Linked DNA regions of Mus musculus: all the other regions are linked to region 2. A link is a contact called in public HiChIP or PLAC-seq and promoter capture Hi-C data. All regions are on one chromosome and are shown on one strand. The core of a region is the stretch at or near the end of the contact, and the rest is flanking DNA. Distances in the headings are between cores, read along the strand shown.

Evidence for each region. Promoter capture Hi-C pulls out the DNA fragments that hold promoters and counts their contacts. HiChIP or PLAC-seq counts read pairs in DNA pulled down with a chosen protein or histone mark.
Region 1: a contact with region 2 is called in an H3K27ac HiChIP or PLAC-seq map of embryonic stem cells, with 4 times the contacts expected there. The contact joins the enhancer-like site here to the promoter of Gpcpd1 in region 2. A contact is called at or near these places in 8 of 39 promoter capture datasets (the 3T3-L1 cell line, the C10 cell line, the HPC-7 cell line and 4 more) and 3 of 115 datasets of contacts at active chromatin or transcription factors (craniofacial prominence, embryonic stem cells and large pre-B cells).
Region 3: a promoter capture Hi-C map of hippocampal neurons shows a contact between it and region 2, with 2.6 times the contacts expected there. The contact joins the promoter of Prokr2 here to the promoter of Gpcpd1 in region 2. A contact is called at or near these places in 2 of 39 promoter capture datasets (embryonic stem cells and hippocampal neurons).
Region 4: a promoter capture Hi-C map of stem cell-derived epiblast-like cells shows a contact between it and region 2, with 3 times the contacts expected there. The contact joins the promoter of 4921508D12Rik here to the promoter of Gpcpd1 in region 2. A contact is called at or near these places in 3 of 39 promoter capture datasets (hippocampal neurons, liver and stem cell-derived epiblast-like cells).
Region 5: a contact with region 2 is called in an H3K4me3 HiChIP or PLAC-seq map of forebrain, with 4 times the contacts expected there. The contact joins the enhancer-like site here to the promoter of Gpcpd1 in region 2. A contact is called at or near these places in 14 of 39 promoter capture datasets (the C10 cell line, the HPC-7 cell line, the SN4741 cell line and 8 more), 2 of 15 datasets of contacts at CTCF or cohesin (embryonic stem cells and large pre-B cells), 5 of 484 Hi-C or Micro-C datasets (the HPC-7 cell line, bone marrow-derived DN2 thymocytes, bone marrow-derived macrophages and 2 more), 17 of 115 datasets of contacts at active chromatin or transcription factors (the HPC-7 cell line, bone marrow-derived macrophages, craniofacial prominence and 8 more) and 2 of 9 other capture datasets (adipose tissue and liver).

The regions. Positions count from the first base shown.
Region 1 is chr2:132,322,995-132,325,694 of GRCm38.p6, forward strand. No RefSeq gene overlaps it. Among named protein-coding and RNA genes, the nearest start is that of Gm46766, 61 kb to the left of the region's middle. Within about 2 kb of position 1,272, at least 33 of the 459 cell types and tissues checked have an H3K27ac peak or open chromatin away from gene starts, as enhancers often do.
Region 2 is chr2:132,576,964-132,579,663 of GRCm38.p6, forward strand. Gpcpd1 (glycerophosphocholine phosphodiesterase 1) reads right to left here and starts at 1,285. Exons shown (of 20, transcript NM_028802.3): 1 at 1,105-1,285.
Region 3 is chr2:132,384,161-132,386,860 of GRCm38.p6, forward strand. Prokr2 (prokineticin receptor 2) reads right to left here and starts at 1,287. Exons shown (of 3, transcript NM_144944.3): 1 at 1,096-1,287.
Region 4 is chr2:132,423,436-132,426,135 of GRCm38.p6, forward strand. 4921508D12Rik (RIKEN cDNA 4921508D12 gene) reads left to right here and starts at 1,306. Exons shown (of 4, transcript NR_045802.1): 1 at 1,306-1,430.
Region 5 is chr2:132,719,790-132,722,550 of GRCm38.p6, forward strand. The region is part of intron 2 of Shld1 (shieldin complex subunit 1); the gene reads left to right. The region is part of intron 2 of Gm52525 (a long non-coding RNA gene); the gene reads right to left. Among named protein-coding and RNA genes, the nearest start is that of Gm22245, 4.1 kb to the left of the region's middle. Within about 2 kb of position 1,267, at least 26 of the 459 cell types and tissues checked have an H3K27ac peak or open chromatin away from gene starts, as enhancers often do. A contact at or near this core is called in forebrain and stem cell-derived neural progenitor cells, where this site is marked.

The sequences.
Region 1 (2,700 bases), core at 22-2,521, 250 kb before region 2:
AAATAAAATATAAGTCATTAAAAAGAGAATGTTAGAGATGATTCTTGTTTACCATGTAATGCATATGCATACTTGGGCATGCATATGATTAAAATCAGATCATTTATGGGAAGGGACATGTAGTAGAAAAGTGATTACATGACTTGACCTATCAATCAAAACAGAGACACCCGCCCCCCCAGTGTGCTTCTTAGTAAACAAAACTGCTCGCTCTCCCTCTCTCTCTTTCTCTTAACCCCTATATAAAAAAAGAGAGAGACCTCAAACTATAACTGGGGCCTTCAGTATCTTCACTCACATACTTTAATATCTCAATTGCCTAGCTTTCAATACTTGATACTTTTGCAAATCTGCATGAGTTTTTATTTCAATTCCTCAAGAGACCAAGAATATGGAAACTCCTGAGCTCAAACACAAGTAAGATAGATCCTGTGATAAAATACCCTAGTGAAAGCAACCTAAAAGAGAGGGGACTTATTCTGGCTGGGAGTACAAGGATACAGTCCATCCTGGTAAGGAGGGAAAGGGGCAGGAGCTTGAAGCAGCTGGCCAATCCCACCCACAGTTGGTGGGGACAGAGAGGGGATGTCTACAGCCTTCTGCTCAGTTCCCTCCCTCCACTTACACAGCCCAGGGCTCCATCCAGGAACAGTGCCAGCCCCAAACAATCAAGAGAACCCCAGAAGGCCCGTTCAGAGGCTGTCTTACAGGTGATTCTTGGTTATGTCGGGTTGGCAACTCCAGTCAGCGAAGTGATTGAGCAATGAGAATCTGGGTGGGAGGGAGAAGCATGCTTTGTCTATGCATCACCAGCCGAGTCCTGTCATCAACACACTGAGGCTGGGAAATTTCACTCAGTGATGATTATGAGGCTGAGTCCTATGGGGGAAGGGAGGGTGGAGGTTTCTGAGAACACAGCCAGGGGCATTTAGGCAAATGGTGAAGCCGCTGTATAGGACTCTGGCCTAAGTGTTTATTGAGTTCCAGGATCACAGCTCTCTCTCTCCCTCTCTCTCTCTCTCTCTCTCCTTTCCTGTGTGTATACTATGGACTATATGGACTAGGTGCAAAGGAGCCTTCATCGGGCAGTGACAGGGGTCAGTGGCCTGGGATAGTTCTTTCACTTATGAAAATAACAAGCAGAGACAAATAAGTCATCGCCCGGCCCTTATTAATCAGAAGGATAGATGTTTAAATAGACCACCACAGGGCTGGGATGTAACTTAGTAGTAGAATCTTTGCCCAGCATACACGAGGAGCTGTACTGATAATCGTAAGCTATTACAACACCATGTGGGAAGGTTTTTTAGTAGCTCCCATAAGGTTTTGAGAGCTCCCCACAGTGAAACTTTCTGTGACTAGGGTTTTATTAGCACAATTTGGTTTACTCCCTGTGGCATCCGTGGAAGTGAAATGTTACTGTTTCATTATGACACTGAGTCTGAGGAGTGAGTTGTTCAAGATCCAAGACAGTCACTCCTCCTGCCTAGCCCTCCAAGTGAGTAGCACTTGTCAGCTGGGTTGATGGCTCGTGCCTATAATCTCAATACCTGAGGGCCGAGGAAGGATTACTATGAATTTGAAGCCAGACTGTGCTACAGATGTGACCCTGTCACAAATCCAAATAAAACAAACAAAACCCTCAAAAGCAATGGCTGTAATTCTTTCCTTCCCAGAGAAAACTTGCAAAATTGGTTTTTTTTCCATGTGGATTGGACTGAGATTGCCAGGTTTGATGGCAGTGACTTTGCCTGATGAGCCATGGCACCTGGCAGGAATGATTGCTTCTTATTGTACTGTCACATTGTTTCTCAAATTGTTTGACACCTGAGGTTAGGTAAAATCCTGTCTGATTGTAACACTTAATATGACCGAGGACTATTTGAAAACTGGAGTATGATTGATTTTTTTTGGGGGGGGGCATGTGATTAAGGAGGATTGTTGATAGCTAGGTCTTAGGGTAGCATCTCTTTGGTGCCATGTCCCTGCAAAGGGAGGTCAGGATGATGGCTCCAAAGAGAGCAAACTTCTGTAGACTCACCTTGAGGCACAGGATAGAAACCTGCCTGTGCTACAGCCACTCCATGGATGTGAAATGAAATGAAAACAAAAAAATCATGGTGATGGTGGGGATCATAAAATCTAGGAGGTGAAGGAGAGTGAAAACATGGAACAAATGAAAGCCAAATTAAATGGAAAGAAGAAAACAACAATCACAGAGGAAAATATAGGATAAAAGAACACTGGAAATATTGGTAAAACTGTAAGCTTCATTCTTTGAAGAGTTCAACTATATTGATAAGCTTTTATCTAGACCAGAGCAAGAAAAAAGCTAAAGGAACAGGGAAGGGTTTAGTATTTCTGGATTTATTAGATTGGTTTACAGGATGTGGTCTGTGGTGATTGGAATACACTTGTCCCAGGGAGTGGCACTATTAGGAGGTGTGACCTTGTTGGAGTAGGTATGGCCTTGTTGGGGGAAGTGTGTCACAGCGGGGATGGGCTTTGAGACCCTCCTCCTAGCTACCTGGAAACAGACTGCTCCCGGCTTCCTTTGGATAAAGATGTAGAACTCTCAGCTCTTCCAGCACCATGTCTGCCTGGGTGCTGCAGTGCTTCTTGCCATGATAATAATGGACTGAACCTCTGACATTGTAAGCCAGCCCCATTTAAATGTTGTCATGCTGTTTCTTCACAGCA
Region 2 (2,700 bases), core at 35-2,534:
CTAATATTTTAATCAAACATATGCAGACAAGAATGGGTTTTTCATTAAGCAAAGGCATTAGCCTTTGGACAGTCCTTAAGCCAAATTAACATCTCATCATCTTTAGACATGCAGTGGGATTTTTTACAAATGCTTTTCATTTCGTGTTGATATCATTTTCATATGCATTTATTACACGTTTTTATTATATACAAATAGTTGACTCACCCACCAACTTTTTATACACACCAAATATTATTCAGTTTTCTTGTGTTTACCAGTTCTCCGGGTGCAAATTTCCTGTATCTCTCTTTACAGATTTAAATTTTGTTTAGAACACTGATTTCCCCTAGTATGTAAGCCACTGCATGGGGTTTACCAGTTTTATTTTGTGCTGTGTGTTTCTAGAACACTGAGCAATTTGGGAGAGAGGGGAGGCTGACAGCTTGTATTTATTCTTTTCCTTATTGTGTTAGAAATGTAGCAGGCAGCAGCTTGAAGGGCAGAGTTAAGTGGGCAGGAGACCCAGAGTGGCAGGGGACAGGAGTATAAGAGGGGACTCTAGACCCGACCATGCTTGCTGCTTGCAGAGTCAGAGAATCGCTAGAAACCGGCAAACTCCAGGCTTCCAAGCCCTCGGGCTTCTGGCCGGACCCGGCAGATGAAGCAGCACGGGGCAGCCACTGCCTCCAAGCCGGCGACGCCAAGGGGACCGCAGCCCTAAAACGTCACCGAGGGCACGGACGAGGAGCTACACAAAGCCCTGGGTTCCCCCCGCCCGGCTGTACTGTCACCCGGAGTTTCTTTCGCGGGCACTAATTTCTAGGCACTTTGGGGAAAGAAGCAGCTGTCAAAACCGCGCGAGTCACCAGTGCGGGCGCGAGGTGACTGAGGGGGCGCGGAGGAAGGGAGGCACCGAGGGCTTGGGCTCCAGCTCCGCCGTTTTCTTTGTTCCCCTATTCTCCGCCCGGGATTTCCGTGGCTGTCCTGGGTCACGCCGCTCAGTGGGACCGCAGCCGCGCGTGGCAGCCGGGGTTCCAGCCGCACCGCGGCTCCGGAACACCAGGCCGCCCGCCCGCCCGCCCCTCCGCGTGAGCGCCCGCCCGCACCGCCGGCCCCCCTCACCTGCCGCTCCGGGCCGCGCCGAGAGCCTGGGCCGCGGCCGACGGAGCCGAGCGTCAGCGCCTCGCCAGCGCTCCCTTAGGTGGCCCGAGGAAGCAAGGAGCCCAGTTACAGCCGCCTCTCAAACCGGTTTCAGCTGCCCTAGACTAAACTGCCAGCCCACCCCGCGGGGCGGGGTCGAAGGGCGGCGGGGCGGGGCCTGACGTCACGCCCGGTCCGGTCCTGGCCAATCGGCGGCCGCGCGCCGGGGGGCGGGCTGCGTGTTCCTGGAAGGGCTGCCCAGAGACCTGAGGTGGCCCGACAGCCTTAGCCCATCTGGCTGGGGTCAGCTGAGGTACTGAAGGTCAAGGTGGTGCGCCTGTAATCCCAGTGTTGGGGAGGTTGAGCCAGGCAAGTAGACTCGAGTTCGAGGCCAGCCAAGGCTATAAAGTGAGATCCTGTCTCAAAAAAGAGAGCTGAGGGAGCCTGATGTTTTCTGGAAACTGCATTCCTTAGGAAACAATCACAGACTAAATCCTTAAAGCTAAAACAAGGAGCTCAGAACAGCTCAGTGGATAAAGGCATTGACCACATTTGAAGATCTGAGTTCACCCACTGGAATCTACATGGTGAGAGAGACCAGACTCCTGTTGACTTCTAGAAGCCTGCTGTCACAAACCCCAAATAAATAAAATAAGTCAATAAATAAATAAAACCAAACTAGAGTTGTTCTTTGCTTTCTAAAACTACCCTTCCTCTTCTTCCTCCTCCTCCCCTCTCTCCTCTTCCTCTTCCTCCTCTTCTATCTCTGTGTGTGCCTCCAACCCTAAATCAGCCCAAGATCAACCACTAGGTAACTTCTAACACAACATTATGTAATCGGGTTTCACTTCAATTGAGATAGTGAGCATCAAGCAGAATCACCTTTTCGTATTGAAGGTCCACTGCTCTACATCTGCTAATTGCTCGCTGTGACTTCATTTCTCTGCTGTTAGTCATACTTAAGTGGTGTTTTTCAAGAGTCTACTTCCTTTGAATGTTTTTAGTATATCTCATCATTTAGTCAAACTACCATTTGTGCAATATTTATGGTTCGGGATGGTAGATCTAACTCATGCCCCTCCCTAAATCCTCTTAAAATATCAAAAGATCTGCACCTGATACAGATCTGTAATCCTAGAATCTCAGAGGTTAAATCAAGGTTGATATGAGTTGGAGGCTTGCCTGCCTGCGTAATGGGTACTAGACCAGCAACAGCTTACATTACAAGACATTGTCTCAAAACAACAATAAAAGTATGGTTGACCCAACGTATCCTTGAGTTCCACATTGGCAGATTCAAGCAATCACAGGCGAGAAATGGGGGGAAAAATGTATTCGTATTAACATATAAACGAGGGGGAGAGGGATTTAAAAATAAAGGCATATGCTGGGTGGGAAAGATAGCTCAGTAGTTAAGAGTGCTTATTCTTGCAGAAGACCTGGAATTGGTTCCCAGCACCCACATGGCAGCTCACAACTTTCCATAATTTCAGTGTAGGGACTTCAATGTCCTGTTCTGTCCCCGAAGGGCACCAGTCCCATATGTGGTGCATACATACATACACATACATACATACC
Region 3 (2,700 bases), core at 37-2,536, 190 kb before region 2:
GTCGTGTAAGAAATTCTCTGGTGAATGAGGTCTTTCTAAATGGAAAAATTTAAGAAGCCCTGCTCTAGGATAAATCCTTTCTCCCCAGGTTGACCCCATGACTCTGGATCAGCTTCCGGACTCCTTCCTTAGGTTCCCAGATTCCCAACCACAGCCAACCCCGACTAAGGAGGAACTGAGCCTCGTCACAGTCTGTGTCTTTTGAAGTGGCTGCTTGAGACCAGATTGAATTGATAACAGCCTCCTAAGAGTGGGTGGGGGATGACCAGGGAGTTTAGGGGCTGTCCATTGCTTGAGAACTCCCTTATAATCCTAGTGTCCCGAGACATCCACAGAAGGGAGACAAAATAGAGTCTCCAAAATGCTAGCTCCCAGGAGGTAGCTGCTATGGGGCAAGCGAGGGGCTGGAGAGAGGACTCCAGCCTGACTTAGTCTGTCTCAATGAACTGCCTTCCTCTCCCACCTCAGCACACCAGCCAGTGCGGGAGCTACGGGAGCAACGGGTAAGGGTAGCAAGAAGCTATCAAACTGGATAGCGAGGTCTGCCCAGTTTTACGAGGGAGAGCGCTGGGGGACAGGAATCGCCACTCTGCCGGCGTTAGTGAAACCCCGATTTGCTACACAGGAATCAGCCGCACGCTCCACCCTACCTGAAAAGCGGGGTTCCAGTGGAGTCTGGATCCCAGTGTCCTCCCTCTGGGGCGTCTATTGGTCTCCCAAAGATCGCCACCGGGGACCAATAAGCGGGAGTTCCAGCCGCCTTCTCATCACCAGCCCGTAGACTGTGGGAAGAGGGAGCCCGTTTGAAGGTTCCCACGTCTCTCACTCACTCAGTGCAACACTGGTACAGGATTAGGTACCCAGTGGGGAATTTAAGCTCAAGAAACAAAGCCGGGCACCAGAGGTGCCTGCAGGGCGCAGGAAACACGCAGATACCCCCACCCTTGTCCGTACGCCTTCCACTGAGTCCGCGATTTCGGGGCTCCACTCCAGTCCCCTAGTCCCCAATCCCAGGGTTCGGAGGTAGGAGGTGATCTCCTGGAACAGACGCGGAGTGCCCCCAAGTCCGCCCGCCCGCCGCAACCCGGTACTCACTTGCCTCGGTGCTTTCAGGGACGCACTCCCTGGCCGGTGGCGCCACCATAGGTGGGCGCGGCCCGGGCTCTGGGAACACTAGCTCTGGTTGAGGCTTGCCTACTTGGTGGGCGTGTGTCGCTTGGTCCTGCTCTCCTCGCATCAGTCTTTCTGGAGTTGCTGCTTCGCTCTGCAGCTCATCCAACAGCCCCGGACCCAGCCCAGGTGTCCCGCCCCTCCCGGCGCCCGACTCCGCCCCCCGAGACCCGCCTGCCTCCTAGATCTACTGAATTAGGGTCTCAGACTTCCGGGTGGTCCTTCCAAGGGTTTTGTAAGCTCTTGAACCCGTTGTGACCTCAGCAGCTGGCCATCCTTGAGACGGAGCACTGTCCTCTGCAAGCATTTGTGGCTTCCACTAAGTGTGCAGAGTTGGAGTGTGTGTGTGTGTGTGTGTGTGTGTGTGTGTGTGTGTGTATGTGTGTGTCTACAAGTTCCCAGAGCCAGCAAGTAAGGGGTGAAGCCTAGTCTTCCCTTAGAAGTGATGCAGGAGAGGCCCCCCATATGCAATCCAGACCTTAAGAGGCAAAGCTGGAAATTAGTGGTGGCATGGCTTGCCCTGCATGAAACTTCAATTCTGAGGTTCTGGTCTAAACTGGGATGATCTTTCCTGTAGTGTCCTTGGCTATTCAAAGACAATCCGAGTCTAACCTCCAGCCTATCTGAGGCTACCCAGAGCCCCTACTTTATTTCCAGAGGAGTTATTTTATTTCTCCCAGAAATAAAATTACCCCCACTAAAGCAGGAACTGTGTGCTGGCCACAGAGAACATTTTCTAAATGAGACCTGTCCGATAAGCTGACAATTTAAACTACCCATATAGAGGACTTGGAAAAGTATTTGGAATTGGTCATTCTGTGGTTCTGCCTGTCCTACCTTATGTGAAACTAACCCACTGTCCTGCCCTCCTGTATCCTCTTCGCTGCTACGATGGAGTCAGGAGGCCTGGCTTCTTTCCTCCCAGGGACAGGCTGTGGTTCGGCTGGCGCGGTGGCTGGTAAGTACATCGTCCAGACTGCAGGAAAGGCTTTGCTGTTTTGCTTTGGTTTTGTACAAAGCAAAGTGGAGTTGACTGACACTGTAGCCGGATTTCTGAACATCCTCTTTAGGTCATTCTTTCAAAGGTGCTTGCTTATCAACTTCAGCTATTGGCTTCAACTCTCCTGACCCACGTCTACCCGCACACCCCTTTATATGGGACAAACAGACCCTCTGGTGTACTCACAGCATTCTCCAAGGTAGATTTAGGTCAGGGTCTCATTCAGACAGATCAAGAAGCCCATAGTTGTCATGCTAGCAACTTGATGTCCTGATCTCAACATAATAGACTTGTCAGGGAACCAGCATGGGGTGAAGCCATGAATCTTGGGTGAGTAGGGGAATTGAAAGATTGGAGATTTCTCAGTATACAGTTGAAGACTACTTTGTGTCCTAACTTTGGCACATGAGAAGTCCTAGGAGATGAACCATAGTAACCCCTATGCTACACACACACACACACACACACACACACACACACACACACACACACGCCGCCACCACCACCACAAAGTGTGTTCCCTGGAAGGC
Region 4 (2,700 bases), core at 56-2,555, 150 kb before region 2:
GACCCTGTTCCCCCCTAAAGTCCTCAGCCATCTCCTGCAGCACGGAGCAGCTCTGGGAATTAGTGAGTTAATATTGGCAATATTAGAACAGTACCTGGCAGGCAGTCATCACATCTCAGTCTGCCAGGAAGCTTGGCGGCTTGCTAGTGTCTGGGAGAGCACCGCTTCCTTACAAGACAGGGTTTCCCCTGCTCTGTGTGTGCACTGCAGATGGCAGGATGAGCTTCAGGATAATCAATTACTTCCTCCCACCCCCTAAGCACCAGGTGCTGCATTATAGGGCAAATGGCTCCTGTGGAATGCAACAGTTCTCTTTAGAAGAGAAAGAAATGCTCAATCAAGCTGCTGTTATCACCTCACAAAGAGCCAGATGCTGTTGGGCCTGGCAGCCAGTGCCATCCGCAAGGGACTGGCATGGCATGGCTTTATACACTGGACTAGAAACCAGGCGTCTGGGCTGACGGTTAGCAGTCCTAGACGTAGCTTCCTGTATCAACTGCACAGAGCACAGCTAGGCTCAGGAAAGTTAATAGCCAGAGGGGAGCAGAACTGCAAGGGTTAAAATGCATTGACTAATTTTACAAAATATGAAAAGGGCCTGGAGAGGTGGCTCAGTGGTTGAGAGCTTTGGTGCTCCTTCAGAGGACCTGGGTTTGGTTCCCAGCACCCATATGTCAATCAAATCTGTAACTCTAGTGCCAGAATATGCATGTCCTCTTTCTGCCTCCTCGGGGACCAAGAACCGTATATACATATCCCAGAAAACCACACAGACAGAATAAAAATAAATATTTTTTTTAAAAAAGCTAGGTGATGTGAGGGGTATGGAGGTCAACCTTGTGAAGGAAAATGTGGGCTGGAGAGGGAGGAGCCACAGGCTCCTGAGACTCCTTGAAGAGTCCTGATCTGTTGTACAGGGCATTAGATCTAAGATGGCTACCAGAAAACCAGTGAGACAGCAAAAAAGGAACTGAGGCAAGGGCAGTGGCTGCTTCCCCCATCTTCACGGAAGTCCCAACAGGGGATGATGCTCCCCACACACCTTCATCAGGCAGGGCTTTCACTGGAGCATGGTGACAGTGTGGCAAGATACGATTGGCTGAAGATCTACCGGGCTTGGGATTGGCTCAAACACTGTGTATAAGCTTATGTGCAATAAACTCAGGTCTATACCCTGATGCTGGTCTCCAGAGTCTGATTTCCCAGGATTCCTCACATGACTCCACGGCTTATAACACCTTCCACCCTCATCCTCTGGATTGTTCCCACAGGGTAGGGATGGGGGTGGGGCTGGAGAGATGGCTCAACGGTCAAGAGCTCTTAATCACTGAACCTATCTTGCCATTCCTTGAATGAATGAATTTTTAATCAAGCTTAAAATCCAGGAGAAATAAAACCGAGGAAACAAGTTGCTATGGATGAGAGCAAACGTGAGTAAGAAAAACTGGCTAGTTGTGACTGTTGATGAAGTTTCTTGTTGCAGCTGTTTTGTTGTTTTATTTTGGAGACCAGATCTCAGACTGTAGCACTGGTTGGTCTAGAATTCACTACGTTAGCCCAGGATGGCCTTGACTTTATGGCGTTCCTCTTGCCTCTCTCACTCAAGGGCTGAAACTATAGCCTGAGCCACCATGCCTGGGCTGAAAATCTGCTTAGAAAAACATAAATAAAATCGAACATGTGCTAGATAATTGGTCAGAAACAAGGAGAAAACGTACAATATTAGAAATGTCAAAAGGCTGAGTTCAAGGCCAGCCTGGTCTACAGAGTGAGTTCCAGGATAGCCAGGGCTACACAGAGAAACCCTGTCTCAAAAAAAAAAAAAAAAAAAAAAAAAAAAAGAAAGAAAGAAAGAAAGAAAGATAGATAGAAAGAGAGAAAGAAAAGTAAGAATCATCAAAATGGGAAACTTTTTAAAAATCAATGGAGTACTTTGAATAACTCTACGTAAACACATTTGATAACCTTGATGAAATAAGTGCATTTATACAAAAATACAATTCACCAATTGACTCCAATGGAGAAGGCAGAGCGTGTAATCTTTCATGGTAACTGGTTACTCAGAGAGAGTTATTTAAGTAAATTGTAGTGACGGATATCTGAGAGAAATCTTCCCCAAAGCATAATCCATCAGGATTGAGAAAATGCCGTCAGCAGCCAATTAAGCAAGGAAACTGCTCCGGCTGCTGCTGCTGCTGCGGCTGCGGCTGCTTCTGCTGCTTTATTAATAATCCAAGAAATAGTTTAGTTTTGATGGATGATCCCAGCCTGGAATTAGCGTGAGTCAGGACCAGAGTTAATCCACACTCCATGGTCACCAAAGTCCACAGGGACTTTAGCCCCAGAGTTGACAGTTGGCATCAAGCCTGTTATGAGCAATGACAGAGAATGTCAGTGACAGTCGTGCCTGTGATGTGTCCAAGGAGACACTCTGCAGCTACCCCAGTTACTCAGAGATGTCCTGTTCCCTGATGGACTAAGATTCTCAGTCACTTTGTTGTGCCTTCCCATGACAGCATTAGATCCAGAACTGTTTTTTTGTTTTGTTTTGTTTTTGTTTTTGTTTTTGTTTTTGTTTTTGTTTTTTTGTTTTTGTTTTGTTTTGTTTTGTTTTGTTTGACATGGTTTCTCTGTGTGGCCCTGGCTGTCCTGGAACTCACTCTATAGACCAGGCTGACCTCAAACTCAAGATCTGCCTGC
Region 5 (2,761 bases), core at 17-2,516, 140 kb after region 2:
CTAGGCAAGTGGTCAGGTCAGCAAGGGGGCTTTCCTCCAAACTGCCCCTTGGGAACCCAGGTTCCTTTTATCACATGGCTCCTGGGCCTTGTCATTATTCAAGAAATCAAAACAACAAAGACCATGAAGAAGTGGGTAAGATATCTTCAATGGGCCACGGCTTTCAGGAGCACATGTCATCTCTGATCATGTTCCAGAGGAGAAGACGTGGTGAGGGGGCATCCTTGGCTGGAAATACTGTCTAGCTGTTTGTTAAAGGACACATGGTAGAGTGTGTCTAGGGAAACTATCTTAGAACTAGTGCTTGTGGTAGAAAGAGCAAGATATAAATATCTCCTGACTTTTCCACCAGCCATAACTGGTGACCCACCCGGCAAACTGAGCTGCCTAGTACAGTCAGTATGGAACAACAGGCTGAGAAGCAGTCTTCCTGGATGCTCTCCTTGCCGTCAGAAGACAAAGCTCTCTTTTGTTTCATTTCTTTGTTTGTTTGTTTATTCATTTATTTTTTAGGCAGGGTTTCACTCTGTAGCGTGGCTGTCCTGGAACTCACTATGTAGATCAGACTGGCTCAGAACTCACAGAGATCAGCCTGTCTCTGCTGCTCAAAAGCCAGGATTGAAGCATGAGCCGCCACCCTAGCCAAGGTTGCATTTTAAAGGGGAGACTTTCGGGAACGATGTAGCAGCAAAATGTCTAGTTTTCTGTGAGCTGCTAGTGGTGCTGGATTTGGACTCCAGCCCTCAGAGGTGAGGAGGAACCACTCTTAGCTGTTGTGCCTCTCTCCTGACCTGCAAACGCCCAGTTTTCAACCATTGGCATTAAGGTTTGCTTTCTCTGGCTTATTTTGGGATCCTGAAATGTCACTGGCCTTTCTGGACCCTTGCATTGATACTGTTTTTTCAGACCTGCAGTGATTTGATTCTTGTGGATTGTGTAGATGGCACTGTAACCACTGGAGACCCTAGCCTTCCTTGCAAATCACAAGATGGATTGCCTAAATCATTGCCTTGGAAAATTCCACATCGATTCTCTCCTTGTCTTGCACCTAAGGAAGGCATATTCCTTTGAAACAAATGAAAACATATGCACCTGTTTTTCTTGGCTTCTGTTAAAGTGCACGTGTGGGTTATCACTGACTGACAAGTGTAACCTGCCAGCTGCCCTCTTACACAGAAAAGCTGAGTGGTCTTGTAGTCATGGTAACCTGCCTTTGCTAGTGAGTGACCAATGCAGAATGGACCATTCCCCCCAGTCCTGTCTTCTGTGCCTGGGACACAGCACGAGGGCATTTGAGGAGACAGCACCGTTAGGTCAGGCCATCAGTGCAGCCAGCACTGTTATCTCACGCTCTCTCGGAGGCAAAAGCCCCTGACGATGCTTCTAAGAGTTCATCACTAGATTCCTCATTACCGTCTTGGCTGAGCTGGCACACTTGGCAGCCCATGGTGCAAATGAGAAAGATATAGGTCTGACCAGGGAGCATTTTCCCTTCCTGTCTTTCTCCTTAAGGAGAGGATGTGCTTGCTGGGGAAGTTATTTCTGATATTAATAGGCATATTGGCTGGGTTCAAAGACTGCCTGAGTTAAGATGGCACGGTGCCATTTAAAACAAGTAGCGGGATGTGCCCTGGGGCTGTTACATCACATGCAGTCCTCATTTAACAGAGTGCTGTTTCCACGATCTTATCTTTGCAGGAGACCTTAAACAAATTGCTAATTAGCCTTTCAGAAATTTGCATAGAGAGCACTGGCTGTTATTAAGTGGGGACTTTCTGCACCCTTAGGACTTGAAGGGGCACCCAGAGCGAGCCCAGGACTAGAGGAAAGAAGACTACCCATGGCCTGGGGACACCTAGGAGGGTGAGGAAGGAGGCCAGCCGCCCGCTGGCAGCAAGGAGGATTTTCTGTGCTGTTTGTGGCTGTGAACTGGCAACAGGTTACTTTCTCTTGCTGTCTAGGTTATTCTTTCTGATCGGCTTGTTCGCCTGTGGTCCAGCCCTTTATTATTTGTGGCTAGTGACACAATTCAACTCTTCACTGTTGACCTACTACAGGAAGACATACCCAGTGTTATCTACAGCCTCAGCTCTCCTCTCCTATGTTAGATAGCTATTTTTAATGTTTCTCTTTAAAAACATTATCCACTTATTTTTATTTATATGAGTACACTGTAGCTGTCTTCAGGCACACACCAGAAGAGGATATCAGATTCCATTACAGATGGCTGTGAGCCACCATATGGTTGGTGGGAAGTGAACTCAGGGCCTCTGGAAGAGCAGTCACTGCTCTTAACTGCTGAGTCATCTCTCCAACCCCTTTTAATGTTTCTTAATGTTGTGAATTTCCTTAGGAACATAACCATGGTTTTATACCAGAGCTAATCATCCTTTGCTTCGCTGTCTGTCTGGACAGAGGATTTCATGCCGCTGAGGCTGGCCTTGAACTCACTGTGTAGCTAAGGATGAGTTTGAGCCCTCTGTCCTCGTGTCTCCAGCAGTTTACTTGGCTACGGTCGTTAGTTGAACATGGCTGCTACTCAGCTGCCTGTGTACAGTTATTTCTTGTCTCTGAGGTGGGCTTTATATAGGAGAGCAAGACTCTCCCAGGTGACTTCACTTTAACGGTCTGCACAGATAACAAGCAGCCAGATTGTTTTGGGGAAACTTGTGTCTCTTCTACAACTCTGCTGTTCTATGGGCTGCTCACCCACATGACCTCCACACCATGACCTCTGCATCTCCTCACCTTTCATCCCAGT